Regions from separate parts of the Oryctolagus cuniculus genome. Here region 1 is linked to region 2. A link is a contact called in public Hi-C data. All regions are on one chromosome and are shown on one strand. The core of a region is the stretch at or near the end of the contact, and the rest is flanking DNA. Distances in the headings are between cores, read along the strand shown.

What was found. A called contact is a pair of places that touch in the nucleus more often than the background predicts.
Region 1: a contact with region 2 is called in a Hi-C map of psoas muscle, with 6 times the contacts expected there. The contact joins the promoter of DDX10 here to the promoter of ACAT1 in region 2. A contact is called at or near these places in 3 of 6 Hi-C or Micro-C datasets (ear pinna, psoas muscle and an unstated tissue).

What each region holds. Positions count from the first base shown.
Region 1 is chr1:100,404,810-100,411,718 of mOryCun1.1, reverse strand. DDX10 (DEAD-box helicase 10) reads right to left here and starts at 2,678. Exons shown (of 21, transcript XR_011390521.1): 1 at 2,333-2,678.
Region 2 is chr1:99,887,314-99,894,235 of mOryCun1.1, reverse strand. It overlaps ACAT1 (acetyl-CoA acetyltransferase 1), which reads right to left and starts at 4,799. Exons shown (of 12, transcript XM_002708492.5): 1 at 4,489-4,799. The coding sequence starts at 4,560.

The DNA.
Region 1 (6,909 bases), core at 1,429-3,928, 520 kb before region 2:
ACGTATCCTATGAGAAAACTAGGTGGAGACATCTAGGGCAGTCATAAATAAGAATACAAACTCGAAGAGCTCTGGATAGAACACAATAAGGTCCTCTGGAGTAAATTAAGCAAGGGTTGAGACAATACTGCCTAAACCTGCATTCCTCATCCCTATAGCCTAAGCAATTCTAGTCACAATCCAAAATGAAACCTAACAATAACTTACTTTATAATGGCTTCTTAAAGTGCTTTACTTATAATTTAACAGCTAATATATGGAACGTGTATCTGCGTCCAGCATTATCTCACTAAATCTCCCACAACAATTAATACAGCGGGTACATATTAACTTGCCTTTTAAATGGAAAGAGAAGTGAACACAGTAAGCAATTTGCCTAAAGTCACACATTTAGTGAGCAAAAGCCAGATCAAATCATGATCATCGGAACTCCAAAGTCCAGGCAAACGTTTATTTTTTTTACTATTTGAAAGTCAGTTACAGAGAGAGAGGGAGAGACAGAGAGACTGTCCACACGCTGGTTCACTCCCGAGATAGCTGTAATGGCCGGGGTTGAGCCAGACCAAAGCCAGGAGCTTTTTCTGGGTCTCCCATGTGGGTAGCAGGGTCGCAAGCACTTGGACTGTCTTCCACTGCTTTCCCAAGGCCATTAGCAGGGAGTTGGATTGGAAGTGGAGCAGCCAAGACAGGAACAGGTACCTATACAGGATGTCAGCACTGTGGGCAGCGGCTTTACCTGCTAAGCCACAAAGCCAGCCCCCAAGAAGTAAACTCTTAAATGCTAAGCTCTACTTTCTCACTGTTGATCTCATTTAAAGGAAAGCTACACCACATGACATCCCAGGAATACTATACCTGTTAAATCCCTTATATAGTGTCATAGAAGGGAGCCATCACTGAGATGCAAAGCAGCATGTGAGAAAGCCAACAGACACGGGATTAGGGTGGAAAGGAGGAAAAGAACTGACAGTTCTGGTTGTTTGGGAAAAGAAGTCAAAGTGGTAACTACAGGGATACTCATCTGGGAGCTGCAGTGACAATGTGGAGATGACGGGGACATGAAGCAAATGGAGAAACGGAAATGGTCACAGGAAGGAAGATGGGTGAAGTTGAAGGACACAGTTTGGACTAACAGTGAAGAGGAGGGGAAGGCGCTGTGGCCTAGCTGGTAAAGGCGCTGCCTACTATCCCAGCATCCCATTTGGGTGACTGTTCATGTCCCAGCTGCTCTACTTGCAATCCAGCTCCCTGCCAACAGCCTGGGAAAAGTAGCAAAAAATGGCCCAAATTTCTGGGTCCTGGCCACCCCGCTGGGAGACCCAAATGAAGCTCCTGGTTCCTGACTTCCATCTGGCCCAGTCCTGGCCCCTGCTACCATCAAGGGAGCAAACCAGCAGATGGAGATGTCACTCGTTCACTGTCTCTCCCACTCTTTCAAATAAATAAATCTTAATAATAATAGGGGCTGGCGCTGAAGCATAGGAGGCTAACCCCTCCGCCTGCAACAGGAGAATCCCATTTGGGCACCGGTTCACGTCGCGGCTGCTCCTCTTCCAATCCAGCTCTCTGCTTGTCAGGAAAACAGTGCTTGACCCCTGCACCCATGTGGGAGAAGAATCACCTGGCTCCCGGCTTTGGTGTGGCCCAACTCCAGCTGTTGTGACCATTTGGGGAGTGAACCAGAGGATGGAAGACCTCTCTCTCCACCCTCCCTCTCTCCCTCTCCCCCCCACTTTCCCTCGCTCTGTAACTCAGCCTTCAGATAAATAAAGTCCTTAAAAAAAAAAAAATAGTGAAGAGCAAAGGCTTTGGAATTAGACATGGGTCTAGGTTCCAATTCCACAGCACCTATACTAAGTATGTGGGAGTTTGGGATAGTTTCTTATCCTTTTGGAGCCTCAATTTTCACATCTGTAAAACGGGAATATTAAGATTCATCCCTCAGATCACGTCAAAGAACTAAAATAAAGAGCTCAGTGAGTGCTACGAATGTAGGTATCTTACTCCACTATTGTCATGAATAACAGTGCTATATTATTTCAACTTCCACAGCATCAGTCTCCCTTCCCTTAAACACCACTGCATTTCCAGCCTGTTTTCGAGAACAGTGTGATGACTAAGAGTGGCCAGGGTACTGGAAAGATGTGGGCTGTGGAATCCAGCTGACTATCCAGCTGGTCCCCTCCACAGGGACCCCCACTCCCTTCTCCGGCCTATCGGTCTAACTGCTTCCCAGGCATAGGTGCGCGCCCTCCCCTCTGAAGCCCATCGCGTCGGCGGCACGTTGTCCGCCGGTTGGCCCACCCGCGCCCCTCCCCAGCTCCAGCCTCACCTTCTCGTAGTTCTGAATTAGGCGGCTGATACCCTCGCGCTCGACCTGCCACTCGGGCTTCTTCAGCTTCTTCCTCAACTGCTTCTTCTGGTTCTGCCTATGGCTGTGTTTTTTCTTCCAGCGATTAAAACTCCGCACCGGGTCGGGTCGCTCTCCTGAACCCCGGTGCTCGGCAGGCTTGCCCATCGCAGTGGCAACAGCACAGAGACCCCAGAAACTAGATATCAGGGCCAGGCGGAGGAGCTGCACGGAGAGGACACGGAACCAGCGTGGGGAAAGCGCACAGAGGCGCATGCGCGAGTTCAGGAGCCCGTCCCCATGCTTTTGAAACCGGGGCACGCGCCAATGACGTAAAGGGAAAACTGAGCTCTGATTGGTGACTTGGCTTACGCAGGGAGGGGCAGGATGGGAGGAAATAGGGCGGAACGATCAGAGAAAGAGGGCGGGCCGAGAGGCCGCAGGAGCACGCCGGCCCTTAAAAATGACGCATGCGCGGTGGCTGCCGCTACTATTTTGGTGCTGTTCTACTGAACATTTACGGGCTAGGTTCAAACTTCGGAGAGCGTTCTGTAGCACGCGCGTATTTACGCGCAATCTATGAATTGTAATTGTGATCTCCGTTTTGCATATTCAGGACCACGGGGCCGAAAGAGTTTACCTAAATCAAACAGCTGGATAATAACTTTAATTTCTGTCCACTTCAGTGCACCTCTTTAGGAATAAAAATGAATTATGCCCTCTGAGTTTGCGATTTCCTCCGGGCCCTTGAAACAAGCTGGAAATGGCGAGGAACATGAACACAGTCTAAATGAATTTGCCTCAAAATGCTAGGATAATGATAATAAGTGCAGAAATAATATTTGGAAATTGGTCACTCGGGCAAATTGGCATTCATTTGTTTTTCTTTTCTTTTCTTTTTTTTTAGATTTTTTTTTATTCGGAAGAGAGAGAGAGCTCTTCCATCCACTGGCTCACTACCCAAAGGGCCACAAAGGCTAGGGCTGGGCCAGGCCAGGGCCAGGAGCTTCTTTGGGGTCTCCCACACAGGTACAAGGGCCCAGACACTTGGGCCATCTTCCGCTGCTTTTCCAGGCCATACCCAGAGCAGCCAGGACACGAACTGGCGCCCACATGGGATGCTGGAAGTGCAGCCAGAGGCTTAGCCCACTTACACCACACTGTGACTCACAACCTACTCTTAAATATGAAAGAATAGCAAAAGCCTACCAAACACCTGATAAAATCATTTAAAAGTTTTAAGCCAAAACTAATAAACCATGTTGTGAATATTTTTCTTAAGATAAAGCATTGTATCCAAGAAATAAGAGCAAAAAATGCCCAGAAAGCAAATTAGGGGGCTGGTGCTGTGGCGCAGCGGGTTAAAGCCCTGGCCTGAAGCACCAGCTTCCCATATGGGTGCTGGTTTGAGTCCTGGCTGCCTCTCTTCCAATCCAGCTCTCTGCTATGGCCTGGAAAAGCAGTAGAAGATGGCCCAAGTCCTTGGGCCCCTGCACCCACGTGGGAGACCCAGAGGAAGCTCCTGGCTCCTGGCTTCGGATCGGCGCAGCTCCGGCCATTGCAGCCATTTGGGAAGTGAACCAGCAGATGGAAGACACCTCTCTCTCTCTCTCTCTCCCTGCCTCTCTTCTCTCTGTGTAACTCTCTTCCAAATAAATAAAATAAAATCTTTTTTTAAAAAAAGAAAACAAATTAGAACTCATTATAGAAGTGATCATTCATTAAATAAGTCAAATTTTAACAAAATTCAAATTTTAGTTATAATTAAAAACTCAACATCACATTCTGAAGTCATTATGTTTAATAATTTGTAATATAAAGGGTTTATATCTTGATCACATAAAATGACATCATTGTAATGATTTCAATGCTTATTTGTGTCAGACTTTATTTTCTGTAGGAATGGCCCCTAAGCAGATTTTCAGTTGTGACAATGAGGACAATAGTTTTTAACAGATTTTAGTTTTAATACCATATTCTCTACTGCCAACCAATATTCACAAAGTCCTTAAAGAACTAAAGAGGTTTGAAAATGTGCCTGGTGGGGCTGGTGCTATGGCGTAGTGGGGAAAGCCTCTGCCTGCAGTGCCAGGCATCCCATATGGGTGCTGATTCAAGTCCAGTCCCGGCTGCTCCACTTCCAATTCAGCTCTCTGCTATGGCCTGGGGAAGCAGTAGAAAATGGCCCAAGTCCTTGGGCCTCTGCACCTGCTGGGGGACCCGGACGAAGCTCCTGGCTTCAGATCAGCACAGCTCTGGCCATTGCAGCCAGTTGGGGAGTGAACCAGCAGATGGAACATCTCTCTCTCTCACTCTCACTCTCGCTCTTGCTCTGCCTCTCTGCCTTTCAAATAAACAAATAGGAGAAGAGGAGAGAAGAAGAAAATGTGCCTGGTCACCACTGCCACAAATGCCAGCAAAACTTCGGTGGGGGAAGGGTTATACTAAACCTTAAGGGGGAAATGTAGTATTTTTATCTTCTCCTTCATTGATGCCCCATTTAATATTATTTGTCCATTTCTATTTCAATGTTGCATGATGATAGTAGTTCATCATCATAATTCTTCAAATTTTATCTCTCTAAAACTCTGAGAAAATAACTCTTTTTAAAGATTATTGGGTTATTTGGGGGGGGGGATTATACCCCAATAGTGATAAGAACAACTTTTGCTCAGATTCTAGTTTCTAAGTATCTTTTTTTCCAATCAAATGAATCACAGCTCTTTGGAGAAACAAACTAATTCCAGGACCAGGACGAAGAAAGTACAAGATGAACTGGAATAGTTTAAAGTGCCGGAAAATGAAGAAATGTTCAAAGAATGATAGGAATGGATGGCACAGTTCTTGACCTAGATGGTGGTTATGAGGATGTTTGTCTAATTAGATTCTACTCTTGTATCTTGTAGCTTTCTATAGTGAAGGAAAAGAGAGCATGCATTACCAAAACATACATCTTTGACATAAAAATAATTTGTAAACAAAGAGCAATTAAGAAGTACCAAACAGAGGTAACTCTCCCTATTCTGCTTTTCAGCCAGGGTACAAATTCTGCTTTACTGGAAACTGTACTTCCTATGTCATCCCAAAGACAACACCAGAGTCTGCAAACAAACCTTACTCCATTAACTTCCTCCCATAAGTCTGTCTTCCACAGTCTGCTATCTGGGAAAGCCCAATGCATGCCTGTCATTTCTCTACAGATTTGTCCATCTGATGAAAATGTTATGTGAAACAGTTCTAAGCCACAATTTAAGTTACTTTTCATTGAGGTTTTTCTAATGTAATGGGCACCCATGGTAAATAAACATTAACTTTAATTAATAAACTTATTAACTTCTCTTTTGTTACAGGGGTCTGTCCCAGCTACCAACCTATGAAAGCTGAGGAAAAATAACATTTCTTCCTCAACCCAGGCACTCCCACATGGGATGTGGATGTCTTAACCACTAGGCCAAATGCCCACCTCAGCAAATACATTTAAACTAATGATGTTTTCATAAGGATACCTTTAGCTGAATTTGAAATGGTATCTGGTCTATTTATTGTTTAAAAATCAATAAATAATAAAGGCACTGTTTAATGCCTCTAATTATTAATGGCAGAATAACCCCAGCTGGACTTTAATCTCATGCATTTTAAAACAACATAAAAGGCCGGCGCCGCGGCTCACTAGGCTAATCCTCCGCCTTGCAGCACCGGCACACTGGGTTCTAGTCCTGGTCGGGGCGCCGGATTCTGTCCCGGGTTGCCCCTCTTCCAGGCCAGCTCTCTGCTGTGGCCAGGGAGTGCAGTGGAGGATGGCCCAGGTGCTTGGGCCCTGCACCCCATGGGAGACCAGGAGAAGCACCTGGCTCCTGCCATCGGATCAGCGCGGTGCGCTGTCCACAGCACGGCAGCCATTGGAGGGTGAACCAACGGCAAAAAGAAGACCTTTCTCTCTGTTTCTCTCTCTCACTGTCCACTCTGCCTGTCAAAAAAAAAAAAAAAAAAAAAACACACATAAAAGTTAGCTTGAGTAAATGTTTATTTCAGCATTTCACTGTAGTTGTGTAGTTCTTGAATGATATAACATTTTCAATAGTTTAAAAATATGTTTTTGGGGGCTGGTGCTGTGGCATAGTGGGTAACGTCGCCGCCTGCAGTTCTGGCATCCCATATGGGCGCAGGTTCAAGCCCCGCTGCTCCACTTCTGATCCAGCTCTCTGCTGTGGCCTGGGAAAGCAGTAGAAGATTGTCGCTCCCCCTCTTCACGGAGGAACGACACAGGACCCTGCGTTGTTCTTTTGTCTGCTCAGCCCTCCCCAGGTTTGCTGCTGGTTCTTCCTGGGTTGGCTACCGTCCCTTCCACCTCTGTGGAAGGGCGGTTCCCCCTGCCACTTTCCCCACTTCCGCGGGGGAGCGGCACACCGCCGGCTGGCTCTCTCGGGGGCTGCACAGGTGTTCCTTCAGATAGATGTTCCTGGTGCATGTTGTCTCTCTCCTCCTTTATAGTCCTCTTCCACCAATCCCAACTCTGCTACCCACACGCCGAGTACGCTGCTCTCCTCCAATCAGGAGCA
Region 2 (6,922 bases), core at 3,550-6,049:
CACACTGGCACGGTGTAGGGAACTGACTAACAGGTAGGAGTAGAAAAGGAGCGAGACCAGACAAAAGCTGGTGTGGCCAGTGCTGGGAAGGTGGCTGTAGGGGTGGACAAAAACACAGGGACTTGGGCTATCCTTAGAGAAGGAACCAACCAGTGGCAACGGCTCTCATGTTACAGATGTGAAAACAAAAGCACAGCAGGCCAGGCAGCCTGTCCAAAGTCACACAGCCAAGGAAAGGCACAGCTGGGACTTCACATGCAGGCAGTCTGACCCCAGAGCCTCCACTTCTAGCTTCTACACTGTCATCATGTGTGTCATTAAAAATCACAGCATTGAAGAACTTGAGGACTGCTGTTTCCAAAGCACTACACGTTCAGTCATGACTGGCTTACGGAATCCCTCACTGACCAAGCCTGTCAGCAGCGACATGCAGCTCTTACTATTCCTCTCTAGGACTAGGCCAGGAAACACCCAAAAATGCACAGGTAATATCTGCAAAGTTCCATCAAAAGCCATTATCAAGGAAGCATTTTGGGAAGAGTGATTAAATCACATTTAAACTTTTCAACTTCTTAGGATAGAGGGCTCGTAGTTAATATTCAAAATACCTTGCGTTTATTCATATTGTTTGTATAAGGAACACAAAATCCCCTTACACAAAAGCAACACATGGCAAATCTGTACTTCTTCATGCCTTTATAGAAGTCTCCAAGCAGGGCCAGGCTGTGGTGCAGCAAGTTAAACCACCACTTGGGATGCCCGCATTCCCATATCAGAGAGCCCAAGTTCAAGTCCAAGCCTTGTTCTCCACTCCAACATTCCTGTTAATGCACACCCTGGGAAGCAGCAAGTGATGACCCAAGTATTTGAGTCCCTGCCACCTACACTGAGTTCCAGGCTCCTGGTTTTGACCTGGCCCAGCACTAGCTGTTGCTGGCATGTGGGGAGCGAACCTGTTAACATAATAAAAATAAAAATAAAAATTTGGAACCTGGTGTTGTGGTGTAGAGGGTTAAGCTGCCGCCTGCAATGCCAGCACACCATATGAGAACCAGTTTGAGTCCTGGCTGCCCCACTTCTGATCCAGTTCCCTGCTGGTCTGCCTTGGAAAGCAGTGGAGGACAGCCCAAGTGCTTGGGCTCCAGTCATCCACATGGGAGACTGGGATGGAGTTCCAGGCTCTTGGCTTCAGCCTGGCCCACTTCTAGCCACTGCAGCCATTTGAGGAGTAACCAGTGATGAAAAATCTCTCAATCCCTTCCTCTCTGTAACTCTACCATTCAAATAAATAAATTTCTAAAAAATATTTTTAAAGTCTCCAATTACTAGCTATGTTAATTTTAATCAACATTTTTCATTTTACTTATTGTTCACTTTATGTATGTTACTTATAAATATAATTCCTTTGTTAAAACCTTACTTTACCACTCTGACTTGTCAAATTTTAACACTGTTGACAAGTTGTTGAGATTGGTAACAACCTCTGTTATGAGTTGGTTTGCATCTGCAAAGAAAAGTAGTGTGACACCCTAGGAGCTCAGTTAACCTTATTTGGAAATGTGGTCCTTACAGAGATATCCAAGTTAAAATGAGGTCCCCAGGGTGGGCCCCTAATCCAGTACAACTAGTGTCGGTATACAATGGGAAAATTTGTCCAGAGATAAACATACACACAGGGAGAACACCACATGCAAATAGAGGAGTGAAGAAGCCACAACCACCAGGAGCCAAGAGGCCAGGAAGGATTCCCCTACTGATGAGAGGGAGCCGGCTGACACTATCACTTCCTGTTTCCACCTTCCAGAATTGTGACACGATGCCGTCCCATTGTTTACCCTGCAGCCCCAGGACACTGGTACGCCCCCCTTGAAAACCTCACCTCCCTTAGCACTCTGCAGATGCAACACCCTCTGGTTTCCTGCTAAGTCACTGGTCTGTCTTTCCACTCACCTTCACAGGGTCCTGATTGTTCTTCCTGGGCCTGGGATGCTTTGCCCCCCAATGGCCCCATGCTAAGCCCTCTTCCCTTTCCCCCCACACACTCATTGTAGGGGAGCTCACGGCCTATGGTTTCCCCTCCATCTATAGCTAAGTGTGCCAGGCCCTCCAAACCTAACCCAAAGAGCCCAAATACAAGCCTAAAACTCTCACCACTTTCTTTCTACTCCCAAATCTGCTCATAAGTAAAAACCTGGCCTAGGCATCTTCATGCCAAAGGCAGGGCCCCCAAATTCTACTTCACCCCTTGTCTCTCAGCCCCTCCAAGCCAGTCATTCATTCAGTTCAACAGGTCCTACCACCTCACCAGCCCCTGAGTCTGTCCATTCCTCTCCACGTTTATCACCACAACACATCACTATCCCTACCCCCACTTGCTTCATCACACCAACGTTCTGACTCCCTTGGACCTGTGTGAAAAGAAAAGCCTACGGACTAAAGTTGAAAATTTATAGAATGGAAGGAAAACAAAACAATGAGTGTGTTCACTGAGATTCAACCAGGAAAATGGAATATACAAATGACACAATAGCTGAGAGCTTGGAGGACAGTTAGGAAACCATCAAGGTCAAGGGATAGTTTTGGGTTGGGGTAACTGCAGAGGGTCAAAGATGTTACCCTGGCTTCTCCCTTCTCCAGCCCGTGGCTGAACCAGGACAGAAGCTGGCATTGCCATCTCTGAAACACAACCTGCAATGGTCAACCCACAGCAACACACCTGATCTGGGAAGGGAGAGAAATCCATCTGGGAGCAAACAGGTCCAGGAATGGCGAATTAAAGGAGTTTTTTTTTTTTTTTAGAAGTCTGAGTATTAAAATAAGTTGGATAAAACACAGGAGTTTCAGGGAGGGAGTGGTCAACACTGTCAAACACAGTATAAAGGTCAAAAAGAAAAAAAAAAACAGAAAACTAAGATCATTGGTATCTTTTAGCGAAAGGCACAAAAATTTAACTGCAGAGGGTCAAAGGGAAACAGACGTAGAATAAATGATAGGAAATGAGTAGAGACTAGCCCTTTGACCAGACAGCAAGGTGATTAGAGCTAGAAAAGCAAAGAATTTCAATAAGTCCACAGAAGTCTGTTGACTATAGGGGAGCCTTGTGTTTATTTGAAGGCAAAGGTGAAAAAGCCAACAAAATGGGTGAAAGCTCAAATTCCATGCCACGAAGTGGCACAGAAAACCGAAAATCCCATTCAGATTTCCAGGATTCAGTAAATGACCATTTGACTCAAGTAACACCCAGTGCACGTGAGCACTAGAGTTCAACAGAATGCCACATAAGGCGTGCTACACAGCCTCCAGCTGTTATTTTTAAATCAGGAACATTTGTGTTTGATTGTCAACTGGAAAGCAAGAAGGTTGTGCACCTAGAGCACCTGGCTCACCCAATTCATGAGGGCAACACCGGTTGAAACCCAGCTGAATCTCATTACATTTCTGTGATTTCCTGAGTCATTCCTTAGAACCAATAGGCTGATTAAGAACAGAGCTCTCTTGGAAACCCAGGCCCTTTAACTTTTCATTATCTCAGGACTCACATTAGTCTTCCTTCTCCTGGGCCCCTCACCCTCACCCTCACCCTCACCCTCACCCCCTAACTATTAACTGCTATTATTGTCACAGTCTCTTACCTAAGGCAGCTCCCCCTCAGCGCCTACTTGCCAGCACCCTACTAGTTGTGCTGGTCTACACCCGGACATGAGTTTTCTCCCCACTCGAATTCTTTCTGACCTGTGGTTATGACACACACACGACTATCAACAGTCCACAGCCATGGGGCAAATCCAAAGTCTTAAAACATAACTGGATTTCGCAGCGATGACCCCAACCCTGGGGGGTCGGGGGGGGGGGTGGAAATCAAGCCTCCCCAACCACACCTGCCCTGCAAGTTCTTAACCTATTTCTGAAGCCTTGCCAGACACTAAACCTGGGTAGCAGGCCTGCATTTCCACAAATGGAAAATAAATCCTTTCTTTCAAGGCTCTGCCCCGCCTGTGTTCTCCGAATACAAGAGGCAGAAGAGCCATTCGCTGTGAACACTCCAGCTACACCCACAGCTGGTATACCTCGCGTCCTGTATTACCCGAGTCGCCATTTATTTTCCCTAAGTTTTTAAACGCTGCAAGATAGCGACACTTTTTATGGTCAGATAGGGCCTTGTCTATTGTACCGCGTGGGGTTGAGAAGAAACACTCGACAACGCTCACAAACATGTTTTACCGAACATCTCCAAGCTGTTTTCTGGGCCTACAGAGAGCAGGCCCTCTCCCTCCAGCCCTGGGCCCTCCAGGCTCCGTCTACCCTGCAGGGACGCTGAAGCAAGGACGAGCAGCCCCCGCACAGACACGCGCACGGCCCGCATAGGGCGAGGCCCTCCCGGCGGGTCTCTGGGGGCTGCTGTCCAGGCCTGCACCCAAGCGCGGAACCTCCCGAAGCAGAAACCGGGCTCGGAGCCCAGAGGCCCACTGAGGGGCGAGACCCGCTCACCTGCACCAGCCTCCGCAGCAGGGGGCCGCGCCGGCGAGCGCCGCCACGCAGAAGAGCCGCCAGGACAGCCATGACCACAGGGCGCTGAGCGGTAGCTTCAAGGGCAAAGACGCGCGGCAAACCAGCAACTTCCCCCGCACGCAGGACCCCGCGATCCGGAGCAGGCTCCGCCCCCGTGCCCGTCTCTTCCACGGCCGGCCGCGATTGGCCAGCAGCCGAGGGCGGGGTGGAGCCTGGCGCCGGGAGCTGCGCCTGTCACCACCGACCAGGAATGAACTTGATGGCTCATGGCCGTGGCACCGAAGTCACCAAGCACCTGACCCGCTGCTGGTTCCCGTTTCCACACTGAAGCCTGTGGCTTGTGTGTAACCCGAGCCTTTCTATTCACTGAGCCTACTTCTCACATTTAACACCCACCTAGTACAAAGATAGCCCAGGAAAACCTTTTAAAGCAATCCAGTCAGCTTTTAATTGATGATGAAAACTTTGCAACTGCCTTTCGGAAGAAAGATGAAAACTAGAAAACATTTTAAAACGTTATCTATTTATTTTGTTGGAAAGGCAGAGAATTAAAGATAGACCATCAGAGAGCTTGCATCCTCTGGTTCACTTTCCAAATGCCTGCAACAGCCAGGACTGGGCCTGGCCAAAGCCAGGTTGCCCTGAATTCAGTCTGGGATTCTCACCTGGCTGACAGGGGCCCAGGAAGTTGGCCCATCACCTGCTGCCTCCCTGGGTGCGCATTAGCAGGAAGCTGGGATCAGGAGTGGAGCCGGGACCAAGAAGCCAGGCACTCCTACATGCAATGCGGCATCCCAGGCAGTGAATTCTCTGCGCCAAAGGCTCACCCCTAGAAAGCTTATTAACACCGCCACTGCACAAGTAAAGACTGCACTTCAAAAACAGTACTTCGAAAAGTTCTTGGAAAATGGAATTAAAAGGCAAGTTTAGGGGGCTGGCTTTGTGGGCTAAATGTTCCTGTGATGATAGCATCCCATGAGTACTAGTTCAAGTCCCAGCTGCTCCACTTTTTTTTTTTTTTGACAGGCAGAGTGGACAGTGAGAGAGAGAGACAGAGAGAAAGGTCTCCTTTGCCGTTGGTTCACCCTCCAATGGCCGCCGCGGCTGGCGCGCTGCAGCCGGCGCACCGCGCTGATCCGATGGCAGGGCTGATCGGATGGCAGGGCTGATCCGATGGCAGGAACCAGGTACTTCTCCTGGTCTCCCATGGGCCATCCTCCACTGCACGCCCTGGCCACAGCAGAGAGCTGGCCTGGAAGAGGGGCAACCGGGACAGAATCCAGCACCCCGACCGGGACTAGAACCCGGTGTGCCAGCGCCGCAAGGCGGAGGATTAGCCTAGTGAGCCGCAGCGCCGGCTGCTTCACTTTCAATCCAGCTCCCTGCTAATGCACCTAGGAAAGCAGCAGGAGATGGCCCAGTGCTGGGGCCCCTGCACCCATGTAGGAGACCAGGATGAAGGTCCTCTTTTTGCCCTGCCCAGCCCTGGCCATTGCATCCATTTAGGGACTGAACCAGCAAATGGAAGCTCTGTGTGTTTGTGTGTCTCCTCTCTCTGTAAGTCTGCCTTTCAAATACATAAATAACTTTTTAAAAAGGGGGGGGGTAAGTTTATTGTGCTGCAAAAATTTTTTTGAAATACATTCATAGGTTTTTCATAATATATATTTTTCATGAACTTTTAAAATGTTTTATAACATTCATTTATTTATTTTAAAGGTTTGTTTATTCAAAGGGCAGAGTTCAGAGAGAAAAGGAGGGACAGAGAGAGATTTTCCATCTGCTGGTTCACTCCCCAAATGACTACAACAGCCAGGGCTGGGCCAGGCCAAAGCCAGGAGCCTAGAACTCCATCAGGGTCTCCCAGAGTGGGTGGCAGAAGCCCAAGCACTTGGGCCACCTTCTGCTGCTTTCTCAGGCACATTAGCAGGGAGCTGGGTTGGAAATGGAGCAGCTGGCACTCACACGGCACTCATACAGGATGCCAGTGACACAGGCGTGGCTTACCCTGCTGCACCACAACACCAACCCCTATTCATTTTTATTTGAAAGGCAGAGAGAAAATCTTCCATCCAGTGGTTCACACACCCCCCCACCTCCAAGTGCCAACAACAGCCAGGGCTGGGCCCAGGATGAAGCCAGGTGTCTGGAATTTCATCCGGGTCTCCCATGCGGATGGTAGGGAGTCAAGTACTGAACTGCTGCCATCATCTGTTGGCATTTGTATGAGGCTGGAGTTGCAAACAGGGCCAGGATTCAAACCCAGGCACTGCAATATGCAATGTGGGTGTCCCAAGCAGCAGCTAACCCCATCGCTCCAATCACACCTGCCCTTTCTTGCACTTCATAGTAATCTTCACAGAGACTCCATGAATTAGATGCTATTGCTATCCACCACTTAAATGAGGTGATT